Regions from separate parts of the Sus scrofa genome. Here region 1 is linked to region 2. A link is a contact called in public Hi-C data. All regions are on one chromosome and are shown on one strand. The core of a region is the stretch at or near the end of the contact, and the rest is flanking DNA. Distances in the headings are between cores, read along the strand shown.

Region 1 (6,104 bases), core at 2,540-5,039, 400 kb before region 2:
TAGCCAGGAACTTCTGTTATGCCATAGGTGTGGCCAAAAAATTTCAGGCAGTTAGGTGGGGCAGGGAAGAGTTCATTTCTAGACACCGAAGAATCTGAAATAACCAGAAGTGCCAGGTATGCTTCAAAGACACAAGTCTAAAGTTTTATTGAGGACAAGATCATATACAAATCATGTTCCTAGAAATGTCACCTGAGTAAAAAAAAAGACCAGTGGACAAGCGGTCATGATGATCCAAAGAAATGTTTCAGGCTAAAGGGGTTAAAATTGAAAGTTGAATCACCATAGATTGTCACAAATTTGGCAGCATGTCACTAGGAGTTAAGTGTGCAGGAAAGCCAACAATCATTTTTAAAGTGGCAGAGAATTTAAATACTCTTTTGTAAGCCGACGAGAGGCTCAAGAATTTAGTTTATTACACAAGAGATAGCCAAAGAGGTGGAGAAGCCAAGTACAGTTCACCTCTTTTTCTCTGCTAAGAAGCAGAAGAATTTCCTGGAGGGCTGGGTCCTGAGTACTTTAGCTAACTCTTAGGGTCACACAAGTTTTGTAAATGTGACGTCTGTCCCGATGTATGAAATAACTATTATCTTCTTTTGTTCTGCTAATACACAGATCAATGTAAAGATTCAGGTGTCCTCCAGAAGTTCATGGGTTCTTACCAGATCCTCTTTACCCTCTTTGCGGTGTTGGCATCAACAGCTTTCCTCTTTCTAGGTAAGGAGTCCTTATATTCAGCACCGTGGACTTTTGACTTGGAAACTGCCTTCATTTTATTTCACAAACTAAATGAGGATGAAAATTAGCTGTTTATCACATCTAATTTGGGACAAGCAATTGAAAGTGACTTAACCTCCCTACTCCTAGTCACCTAGAGGACAATAAAGCTTCTGCCCAACTTACTACCAAGAAGCAACAAATCAATGTGGCAAATATATCACTCGCAAATGGAAATCACCGCCAAACTTTAGATTATAGGTAGTTTTGCTCAGATTCATAGCTAGAAACATCAAGCAACACAATATATATCATTTATACATGCATTTCACATCTTTTAGTCAGAAGCTGAAAATACCTCTAAAAATCATTGAATAAAATTTTCCTATAGATACATTACTTTGAAATAATTTGAAGACTCACTGCTTTTTTATAGCCAAGTGGTGACCTGCCCCTTTAAACCTTCCCCCAAAGAAAATGTTTCATTGGTGACATCTCCCATGTTCTTTCCCCAGCATACAATGCCCTCCTCAAGAAGATACAGACAGTTCCAGTTGTTTACGTACCAACTCTAGGAACATCACAGTCAGGTAAAAAAATTACTATTATTTTTATTTTTGAAAAGCTCAGATATCACCCTCTTTCACTTTATTCACCCTTCATCAATTTTTCTTCCTCCTTCACTTCTAGGTTCTTACACATACACACGTTCTCCCCCTCCCTTCGTGAGTCCACAACCCCCACCATCCCAGAGGCTACAACATTGGCTTTGGAGTATAAGGCACTAACCTCTGCTCGGACAAGTCTCCTTTAAGTGTTGAGGACTGGAGATTTCTAGCCCTAGACCAGAAGCCAAGCAGCAATCTCTATACTCATAAGCCTCCTAACAAGGCTTCTGAGAACTGTGAATAAAAGATCCTAAGCTGTTTGCTATTAAAATGGTGTGTGGATTACATTTTACTTTTTTTTTTTTTTAAGAGCTGCACCTGAAGCATATGGACGTTCCCAGGCTAGAGGTCTAATCAGAGCTACAGCTGCCGGCCTACACCACAGCCACATCAGATCCGAGCCACATTTTCGAACTACACCACAGGTCACGGCAATGCTGGATCCTTAACCCACCAAGTGAGGCAAGGGATGGAACCCGCATCCTCATTGTCCCTAGTCGGATTCATTTCCGATGTGCCACGATGGGTCCTCCCCACTGCGATTGGGTTTTAAAGATCAACTGTCAATTTTTAATTCTAAACAAACATAAAAGTGAAAGCAAATACCCTATTTACATACTATCCCAGTTTTTAATCAAACTGCAGATTTACCCAATGAGCCTAGGGATAGAAATACCCCAAACGGACTTGGCCACTTACTTGCCCCAAATGACTCTAGACTCCACTCTTCTGGATGCCCCTGAATACGTGAGGTAGGAACTTCCTAGCAGTAAAACAAGACAATAAACAGGATGTATCCAAAACGTGTTTATTGGGATCATTTCCCATTCATCTTGACTCAGGGTGCTTTTAGTGCTGCTTCCGTCTGAAGGAGCATCCTGGAAGAAAAAAGGTCGTTAAGAATAACTGACAGCAGCCTCCTTACCCTGCTGAAGCCCCACAAAGTGATCTATGATACCAACAGGAAAGCTACATGTTATTTTTCTCAACTCCTTCAGTTCCTACGTAGTCACTGAAAGACCCTATTATCAGCTCTGCTTGTATGAAGCCCCTTTTATCACCCATCCACCCCAGCTTGAGACAGTAGCGTTCTGAGATTTAGAGCTTTCTAATAATGCTTCTGGAAGGAAAAAAAAAAAAAAAAAAGACTATCAAACCCAACCCTCTTGATGAGACATTATACATGATCTCTCTTAAAATTCAAACCTCAAAATCCTAACACTGATTAAACCATTTACCTTCTGTAAGCCTTGCTTTTCCTCCTGTAGGCTGGCAGAGGACAGTAGAGCAGCCAACACACAAAACTACTGTTTGTGCATGGCTAAAGACGGTGGTGATTTTATAGCATCCTGGGGAAAAAACCAAATTAGTTATTTTACTTTCTCCATCTTTTCTTCACCTAAACGTACGCTGTCCTGTATCAACTGTAAGATCAGAACGTTATGTAATTGCCGAAATTCACTTTCCCATTCTAAACTTGATTACCTAGCTCCACATATACATTAAAGCCAACTCGGAAGCTTCCTGGACTACCTGCCCCCATCGATGTTTTTTTTGTCACTAACATATAATATAAACATTACCATCATCCCACAGCCTGAAGAGGAAAGGAGTGAAATCAAAGATTATTGAAAAGTCAAAAAACAGAGAATCCTCTACTTGAACGGGAAGGACGCTCAGTAACTGTACCTTGCATCCAGGTACAAGTACAAAAATGACCACAGCAGAAACCCAACCTATCATCCCAGTGTCTCCTACTTTGCAGATGAAGTTTTGAAAAGAAACTACTCTGGGTCACTTCTACACTGCAAAATTCTTACTCATCTCACACCTTCAACTTTCAAGAAATGGGACCTTTTTGCAATTCTTGGGCTCCAACGCTTCCCCCACTCCTACAAGCTATCTCCTCACCTGGGCATTTCACATCCATGAAATAGGAATTGGGGCTCTGCACCAGGCGCTTCTTCTTGTGTTTCCTCTTCTCCTCTTCTGGAGAGGGATGAAGGAGATCCTTTGCGAGCTACGAGAAGTAGAAATGCAGAGATTTAGAAACCAACGGCGAACACGGAATGATGAAAACAGCCTCCGCTGCCACACACCGGGGAGAGCTCGCCCCTCGCCGCCCCTGGTGTCTGCGCAGCTGGGCCGCCATCTTATCTCCTCTCCGCTCCCGTCTATGCAGGGGACCCCGCGGGCCTCCGCGGTCCCCGTAGTTAATGTCCTGGGAAGCGCGAAGGGCAAATGAGTGCCCTCTGCGATCCGAAATCAGCGTGAGGGGAGCGTGCGGACAGAAGAGCGAGATCTCCGCCGAAACCTGGACCAAGAGACTCACAGGCATGTTCTCGAAGGGACGTCGTCACCGCCGGAAAGGAGCGAAGGCGGAAATCCTGCTCCTTATATCCACCGTCCTGCAGGAAGTGACGCATGGGCCTTCGGCCGCCATGTTGGGAAGGACTTTTTCTCACCGTCTGCACGCGGTGGAAAGAGCAGGGGGCTGCCATTTTTGGAAGGTCTCTAAATGAGAGACATAGGAGTGGCCACGTTCAGAGTGTGAGCTGGAGCTCCCAGAAGTTCAGTGTCCCCTCCTCTTTCGAGGTGTAAATGGACAATTTTATTTTATTTTATTTATTTATTTTATTTTTTGTCTTTTTTCTATTTCTTGGGCCGCTCCCGCGGCATATGGAGGTTCCCAGGCTAGGGGTCGAATCGGAGCTGTAGCCACTGGCCTACGCCAGAGCCACAGCAACGCGGGATCTGAGCCGCGTCTGCAACCTACACCACAGCTCATGGCAATGCCGGATCCTTAACCCACTGAGCGAGGCCAGGGAGCGAACCCACAACCTCATGGTTCCCAGTCGGATTTGTTAACCACTGCGCCACGATGGGAACTCCTAAATGGACAATTTTAAAACTTGGTGCTGCGCTTTGACAATAGGAGCTCTTTAGGGAAACAGCGAGACTGAGCCATGTCTGGAACTTCTTAAATTTCTTTGCCTTTTTTCAATAAGTTTAATTTACCTTTTTTTTTTTTTTTGTCTTTTTGCTGTTTCTTGGGCCGCTCGCACGGTATATGGAGTTTACCAGGCTAGGGGTCTAATCGGAGCTGTAGCCACCGGCCTACACCAGAACCACAGCAACGTGGGGTCCGAGCCATGTCTGCAACCTAAACCACAGCTCCCGGCAACGACGGATCCTTAACCCACTGAGCAAGGCTAGGGACCGAACCCTCAACCTCATGGTTCCTAGTCGGATTTATTAACCACTGCGCCACGAGGGGAACTCCTAATTTGCCCATTTTTAACAACTCAGAAATGTAAAAATTTACAGAAATGTAAAAAAAAAAAGAATCCATCAAAACGATATGGTACTGGCACAAAGTCAGAAATATAGATCAGTGGAACAGGATAGAAAGCCCAGAATTAAACCCACACACCTACAGCCAACTAATCTATGACAAAGGAGGCAAGGATATGCAATGGAGAAAGGACACCTTGTTCAGTAAGTGGTGCTGGGGAAACTGGACAGCCACATGGAAAAGAATGAAATTAGCTCACTCCCTAACACCATACACAAAAATAAACTCCAAATGGACTAAAGACCTAGATATAAGACCAGACACTATCAAACTCTTAAAGGAAAACATAGGCCAAACACTCTCTGACATAAGCGACTGCAACATCTCCTCAGATCCACCTATCAGAGTATTGACAGTAAAAACAAAAATAAACAAATGGGACCTCATCAAACTTAAAAGTTTCTGCACAGCAAAGGAAACCCTCAACAAAACGAAAAGACAACCCACAGAATGGGAGAAAATCTTTGCAAGTGAATCGACTGACAAGGGATTAATCTCCAAAATTTATAAACACCTTCCGCAGCTCCATATCAAAAAAACAAACAACCCCATCCAAAAATGAGCAGAAGATCTAAACAGAGAGTTCTCCAAAGAAGACATACAGATGGCCGAGAAACACATGTTCAATGTCACTCATTATTAGAGAAATGCAAATCAAAACCACTCTGAGGTACCACCTTACACCAGCCAGAATGGCCATCATCCAAAAGTCTACAAACAAAAAGTGCTGGAGAGGGGGTGGGGAAAAGGAACTCTAGTACACTGTTGGTGGGATTGTAAATTGGTGCAACCACTGTGGAAAGCAGTATGGAGATTCCTCAGAAAACTAAACATAGAACTACCATTTGATCCAGCAATCCCACTCCTGGGCATCTATCCAGAGAAAACCTCGACTCGCAAAGACACGTGTACTCCAGTGTTCATTGCAGCACTGTTTACAATAGCCAAGATATGGAAACAACCTAAATGTCCATCAACAGAGGAGTGGATCCAGAAGATGTGGTACATATACACAATGGAATATTACTCAGCCATCAAAAAGAACGAAATACCAGCATTTTTAGCAACATGGATGGACCTAGAAACTATCATGCTAAGTGAAGTCAGCCATACAATGAGACACCAACATCAAATGCTTTCACTGACATGTGGAATCTGAAAAAAAGACAGACTGAACTTTTTGCAGAACAGATGCTGACTCACAGACATTGAAAAATTTATGGTCTCCGGAGGAGACAGTTTGGGGGGTGGGGGGAATGTGCTTGGGCTGTGAGATGGAAATCCTGTGAAATCAGATTGTTATGATCATTATACAACTACAGATGTGATAAATTCATTTGAGTAATTAAAAAAAGAGAGAATCC
Region 2 (5,453 bases), core at 1,088-3,587:
CTAGAACAGGAACCCAGACTGGGGACAAGAATGGCGTCACAGAGAGGTTGTTTCCATCTTCGTAAGTCCCCACGTCCTGTCTCCTGTGGCAAAGCTGGAGCTGGGGGCAGTGAAGAGGAGAGGGCAGGATGTTCTGTATTTTCTTCCTGTCTCCCACCTGCTGCCCCCTGGGGTGGGGGGGCTGTCACCGTGCTCTTGGTGGAGCTGGGCGAGGAGGGCAGGGACCAGAGAGTAAGACTGGGTGCCAGGCACTGGTTCCCTACGGCTGTCCTGCAGGCTCTCCTAGCAGGGAACGGATGCGCTGGCTTCTCGGCACGAACGCACCGCTCCTGGTGGCATGTGCTGTCTGGGTCGATGCTCAAGATCCCCAAGAGGGACAGACTAAGACCTGGATCTTGCTCAGCGCCGCATAGTCACCAAGCCGCTTCTATGAGGTGTTGCATGATATCTAGCTTATTATTTCTTCGGGCGGTAGAAAGTGTGGAGGGGAAGCGGGGCTGCCCTAGACTCCCTCTGGTAATTTTTCCAGGCTCAGGGGTCAGCTCACTGAGCGCCTGCGTGGTGCTGGGTCCTGGGCTGGGTGTGGCCTGGGGGCGGGGGGATTCTGAGGGCCCAGAAGCTGACTCCGCTGGGGCTCAGCCTGAGGCTGGGAGGGGGCAGGGCTGACCTGTGTCTCTACCTGGGCCCTGGAAGAAGATGAAGGAGAGCAGTGTGGACGACCTGATGAAGAGTTTGGATAAGAACAGCGACCAGGAGATCGACTTCAAGGAGTACTCGGTGTTCCTGACCACGCTCTGCATGGCCTACAACGACTTCTTCCTGGAGGACAACCAGTGACGGGGCCCAGGCCCTGGCCTCTGCAGCTCCTATCACACACCCTTCCAGAAGGATGCTGCTTTAGCCTTCCATTCCCGCAGAGGAAATAAAGATTTTCCTTTCCAGGGGTCCGTGGCTGGTTTGGAAGATGTCTTGTCCATCTTGGCTGGGGGTGCGGTGGGCAGGGCAGCGATTCCCCTTCAGTGAGTGGAGAGCTTCTGGGGGCTAGGGTTCTGGGCTCCCTCTCCACTTCCTGTCCTTTGGTGTGGATGTGACTAAGTGTGTCTGGGCTTAGCATGGCCCTCCTGGAAAATGGGGAAGTTGGGCCAGGCTTTTGATGGCTTCCGAGGTGTGCTTCGGCTATGCAGAGAAAGTTAAGGAGAAAGTGCTTAGAGGGTGAGGACACTGGAGGCAGCCGGGATGTGGTTCCTGGGGGCAGTGGTGGACAGGCCAGTCTGACTTGTCACCAGCTCACAGGAGGCCACCCTGAGGACGCTGGTAAGAAAGGGGAGTGTGGCCTTGACCTCCAGGCCAGTCCCCTTTCCCTCTCCTCCGTTTCCCTCTCTGCAACAAGCCCTGCTACCCCGCATGCCACCTCAATCACCTCTAGGCTTTCTGCCTTTCCCACCTCCCCATATCAAAAGCCTTTCTCCAGAGAGGATCTGAGAGGAGTTCCCCCTTGTGCTGCAGCGGAATTGAATCTAACTAGGAACCATGAGGTTGCAGGTTCGATTCCCTGGCCTCACCCCAGTGGGTCAAGGATCTGGTGTTGCCATGAGCTGTAGTGTGGGTCGAGACCCTGCTCGGATCTGGCGTTGCTGTGCCTGTGGCAGAGGCCAGCAGCTACCCGAGGCCCTAAAAAGCAAACAAAACAAAACAAAACCCAAAACCAAAAAACACTGAGGATCTGAGAAACTTTGCATTGCAGGGTAAATAACTAGGGACACAGGGCTTGGCTCTGGCATGTGTGCCCCTGAAGCTGCAGGAGGCTCCGGTGTGCAATTCTGGAATTCGGGGTGGGGGAGGGGGTTGGGGAAGGGAGCAGGATGGTGGTAGGAATTCGTTTTCCGCTGGCGGATGGGTGTTGGAGAAGTCCTTGAAACTGTATTCTGTAGACCACCGGCCGCTCCCCACCCTTCATCTAGGTTTCGCCCTGGGAAGGGGGCACCCTTCTCTCCCTTCTCCACCCACTTCCGGCAGCCCCCCCAGCGTCAGTGACAGCGTCCTGCCCTGGCCTGTCACATCACGATGCTGGGGGGTGGGTGGCTGCAAACTGGGTTTCAGGGGTTAGGAAGGAGCTCGAGGTCACTCGGCTGGCTGCAGGTGGGACCCCCTCCCCCTCGAGGTCCCCCCCACCCCGCGGAGCCCTGAACTGCCCCGGGGCAGGAGGCGTGGAAAGTTTTGGGGCCCTGGTGTTGTGTAACGGCGAGCACAGGGTGGGGCGCGGGGCGGGCCGTGGGCGGTGGGGAGCCGGCCTCCCGGACGCGCCTCTATAAGGCGGGCGGGCCGGCCCCAGAGCCCAGCATCCCCTCGGCCGCTCCCTGCTCCCGTCGCTGCCGCCGTGGTGAGTCCTGGCCAGGGCAGCCCCGGTCCTTCTGAGCCAGCCCGCCCCGGGCTTGGTCCGCGGGCGGTGGATGGCTCGGCATCCAGCCTGGGGCTGCGGGGCTGCCGGGCGGGCGGGGAGAGGCAGGAGAAGCCAGGCTGGCCCAGGGCTAAGGCGTCCGTTGGGCGGCTCCGGGTAGTGGCCCATCTGGGGTGCGGGAGGGTGTGTCCCGGGCGGGCGTGTCAGCGCCGCCGTGTGTGGCCCTGGAAGGCTGTGTGTAGGGCTGGGTGCGCCGTCTCCACCCCCGCCCCGCAACATCCGCCCCAACTTTCCCGCAACCCCTGGAGGAGCGTTCTCAGCTGTGTTCCTGTCTGCTGCTTAGAATCCTTGAGCCACCTCGTCTCTGGTTCCCTGGAGGCCACAGATCTCTAGGCTCTAGAGTCTGCCCTCTTCCTCCCCTTCAAGCCTCGAGCTGTCTCCTGAGGTCACCTGACACTTACTTGGTGGTCCGGGCAGGGTCGTCAAAGGGAGTTGGGGTCGGGGGTGGGTGGTGGTGGGGATGGGGGTGGGTGGGTGGGGGGCAGAGGTCTTGGGGCTTGCGGTGAGTGAGAGGAGTGAGACCTCCGTGTGGCCCAGGACACTGACCAGCCCCTCTGCCCCCAGCCTTGAACTCAGCCTTCAGCCATGGCATGCCCTCTGGATCAGGCTATTGGCCTCCTGGTGGCCATCTTCCACAAGTACTCCGGCCGGGAGGGTGACAAAAACACCCTGAGCAAGAGTGAGCTGAAGGAGCTGATCCAGAAGGAACTCACCATTGGGGCGGTGAGTGAGTCTCCCCTGCCCCCCCCCCCCTTAGAAGCAGGATTGGGAGAAGGCCAGGCGCCAGGTGCCTGTGACTCACACTTACTCACATTCCGGGGACCTAGACCTTACCGGACCATTGGTCCACACCCCTGGGCCCTGAGGGGCTGGGGATATTCCCAGCCTGGTATTCACTCCTCCTGAGTCAGCAGCAGAGAAGTCAAGCCAAGTGAATTCAAGGTGGGCTCAGAGTTTTGGTGACAAGTGAGCACAGAGCCACTTGTCTGAGAGAGGGCTGCCTGGGAGGGGGAAAGGCAGAGAACCCAAGGTCTCATCACCCCTGAGTCCTGGATTTCCCATTTTGACCCGGTAGAAGCTGCAGGATGCTGAAATCGCAAAGCTGATGGATGACCTGGACCGGAACAAGGACCAGGTGGTGAACTTCCAAGAATATGTCACCTTCCTGGGGGCCTTGGCTATGATCTACAACGATGTCCTCCGGGGCTGAACATAAATTGAGACGGTGGAGACACCCTTTAGCTGGCCTGTTGATCTAGTGGTGGGTAACTGTACAATAAATTTTTTTTGTTGTTAAATCTACCCCTGTGTCCTGGCTTCCCTGTGATTTGTTTCCTCCTCTGCTTGCCGCTGCATCAGCCATCAGAGGGTTTTCTCGCAGTCCCCTCTGGGAGTGACTCAGTGACTCACCAGGTCAGGGGAGCTGGTGGGAGGGTCCACAAGATGATGGATGCGCCCTAACAAGGCAGTTACAGCTCCTAAACTGCTTTTATGTGAATCAGAAAAGATGTAAGCTCTGGGCAAAGCCATCTTAAGGAAAGGCTCAAGCGGTCCCCAGCACAGGGCGTTCTGGGGTGGGCTTGGAGAAGGAAATGGTGCTTAAGCCAGGCTGTGATGAGTCCAGAGTGGAACAGAGATAGTCCTAGCTGGGTCCTTGCAGACGACAAAGACAAGTTTTTGCTCTGGGTGTGGTCAAAGGGGAAGGTCCAGCAGGGCTGTGGGGCGGGGCTGGTCCACTCTCTCACTACAGGGAAGTGGGGGCAGAGAAGGCACATCTGGCATGCTCACAGCCTGGCTGGGGACTGCTGTGGATGCTGTACGGTCAAGGTCAATTCTGCTGCCCCTGCCCCGGTTGAAGGTGGGAGGCACACCTTAGGGCCCTTTGTTCTCAGAGTTGTGGTCTGAGAAGCTGGCAGCTGTGTGGATACATGAATCATGAGATGCTCATGAAAGGGGTGGGATGGGGGTCCCCGGGACTGGGCAGCCACAGCCCAGCCTTTCTGTCAATATTGAGCCAGCCCATTCCTAGCGCCTTAGCAGAATGGATCACCCCAGTTATTCCATGGAGCCACTGGTAGATGATGAATTGAAATTATCTGAGTTCATTGTTTGCATTAGTGTTTTCAGGCGGTGGGGGGAAGAAGGGGGTGGCGGGGGAGGAGGGGATGGTGGGGAGGGAGGGGGATCGGGGCAAGAGGGTTTCAGGGCGATGGGGCAGTTGTGGCAATGCTCTCCCATGCAGACCTAGTCTGTGCCAGGCAATTTCCTCTGTAGGTTCTGGGGGCCTCAGACAGAGACCGTTTCTTCCTGTCCCTCTTTTTCACCTCTCCACTTCCCAGCGGGCCCAGATTTGCGGAATTAAATCTTCTTCCTCCATGAGGTGGGGATGAGCAAACAGTCCCAAGAGGGCTGGAAACCTCACCTTTGGTGTCCCTCCTTCTCTAGTGGCCACTCCTTCCCCGCAGGGAGTAGGGACTGGCACAGTTGTGAACCAGGAAGGGACCCAGGATCTGAGCTCCCTGTCTGCACAGTCATGTCCAAGCCTTAGCTCCATGCAATCTCCTCTGGAAAGGTAACTTCTCAGCGGCCAGCATCTTGGGGCTTGGACCGAGCGCCCTCGTGTGGGCAGATAGCAGGACGCCGCGGGGAGCGGGTTGGTTTTCTCCAAACCCCAGGGATGGGCCAACGGTGTAGAGGCCAAGGTTGGTGGAGACTTTCCAACCAAGAGGGAAACGCCACTTGGACGCTCAGGGTATGTCAGCTCCCAGCAACTAACCCCCAAATAAAGCAACTCAATTTCACCTAAGACACACCTACCAGGAACAAGTCAGTAAGAGGAAGGCAGTTTGCAAAGACAAACAGAATCTGAATCGTGCTGCTCCCCTGCCCCACTTGCTTTTGGCAGAGAGGACATTCCTGCAGATGAAGGAGGGCTCCTTTCAAGGGGTGAAGACCCACTCCCGGGGTGGGGGCTGCTCCTGCATTTGCTGGGAGC

What was found. Hi-C and Micro-C count contacts between places; a contact is called where the count stands out from the background.
Region 1: a contact with region 2 is called in a Hi-C map of mesenteric adipose tissue, with 3 times the contacts expected there. The contact joins the promoter of RPS27 here to the promoter of S100A6 in region 2. A contact is called at or near these places in 7 of 47 Hi-C or Micro-C datasets (embryonic fibroblasts, epiblast stem cells, fetal skeletal muscle and 3 more) and 2 of 2 datasets of contacts at active chromatin or transcription factors (alveolar macrophages and skeletal muscle).

The regions. Positions count from the first base shown.
Region 1 is chr4:95,695,692-95,701,795 of Sscrofa11.1, forward strand. It overlaps RPS27 (40S ribosomal protein S27), which reads right to left and starts at 3,790. Exons shown (of 4, transcript XM_003125735.3): 1 at 3,718-3,790; 2 at 3,297-3,405; 3 at 2,624-2,734; 4 at 2,178-2,263. The coding sequence starts at 3,723. The coding sequence ends at 2,235. NUP210L (nuclear pore membrane glycoprotein 210-like) reads left to right here. Exons shown (of 40, transcript XM_021089795.1): 38 at 616-717; 39 at 1,233-1,307; 40 at 1,408-1,505. The coding sequence ends at 1,505.
Region 2 is chr4:96,095,927-96,101,379 of Sscrofa11.1, forward strand. It overlaps S100A6 (S100 calcium binding protein A6), which reads left to right and starts at 2,338. Exons shown (of 3, transcript NM_001044557.1): 1 at 2,338-2,380; 2 at 3,023-3,181; 3 at 3,534-3,759. The coding sequence starts at 3,044. The coding sequence ends at 3,668. S100A5 (protein S100-A5) reads left to right here. Exons shown (of 3, transcript XM_021090792.1): 3 at 697-944. The coding sequence ends at 837.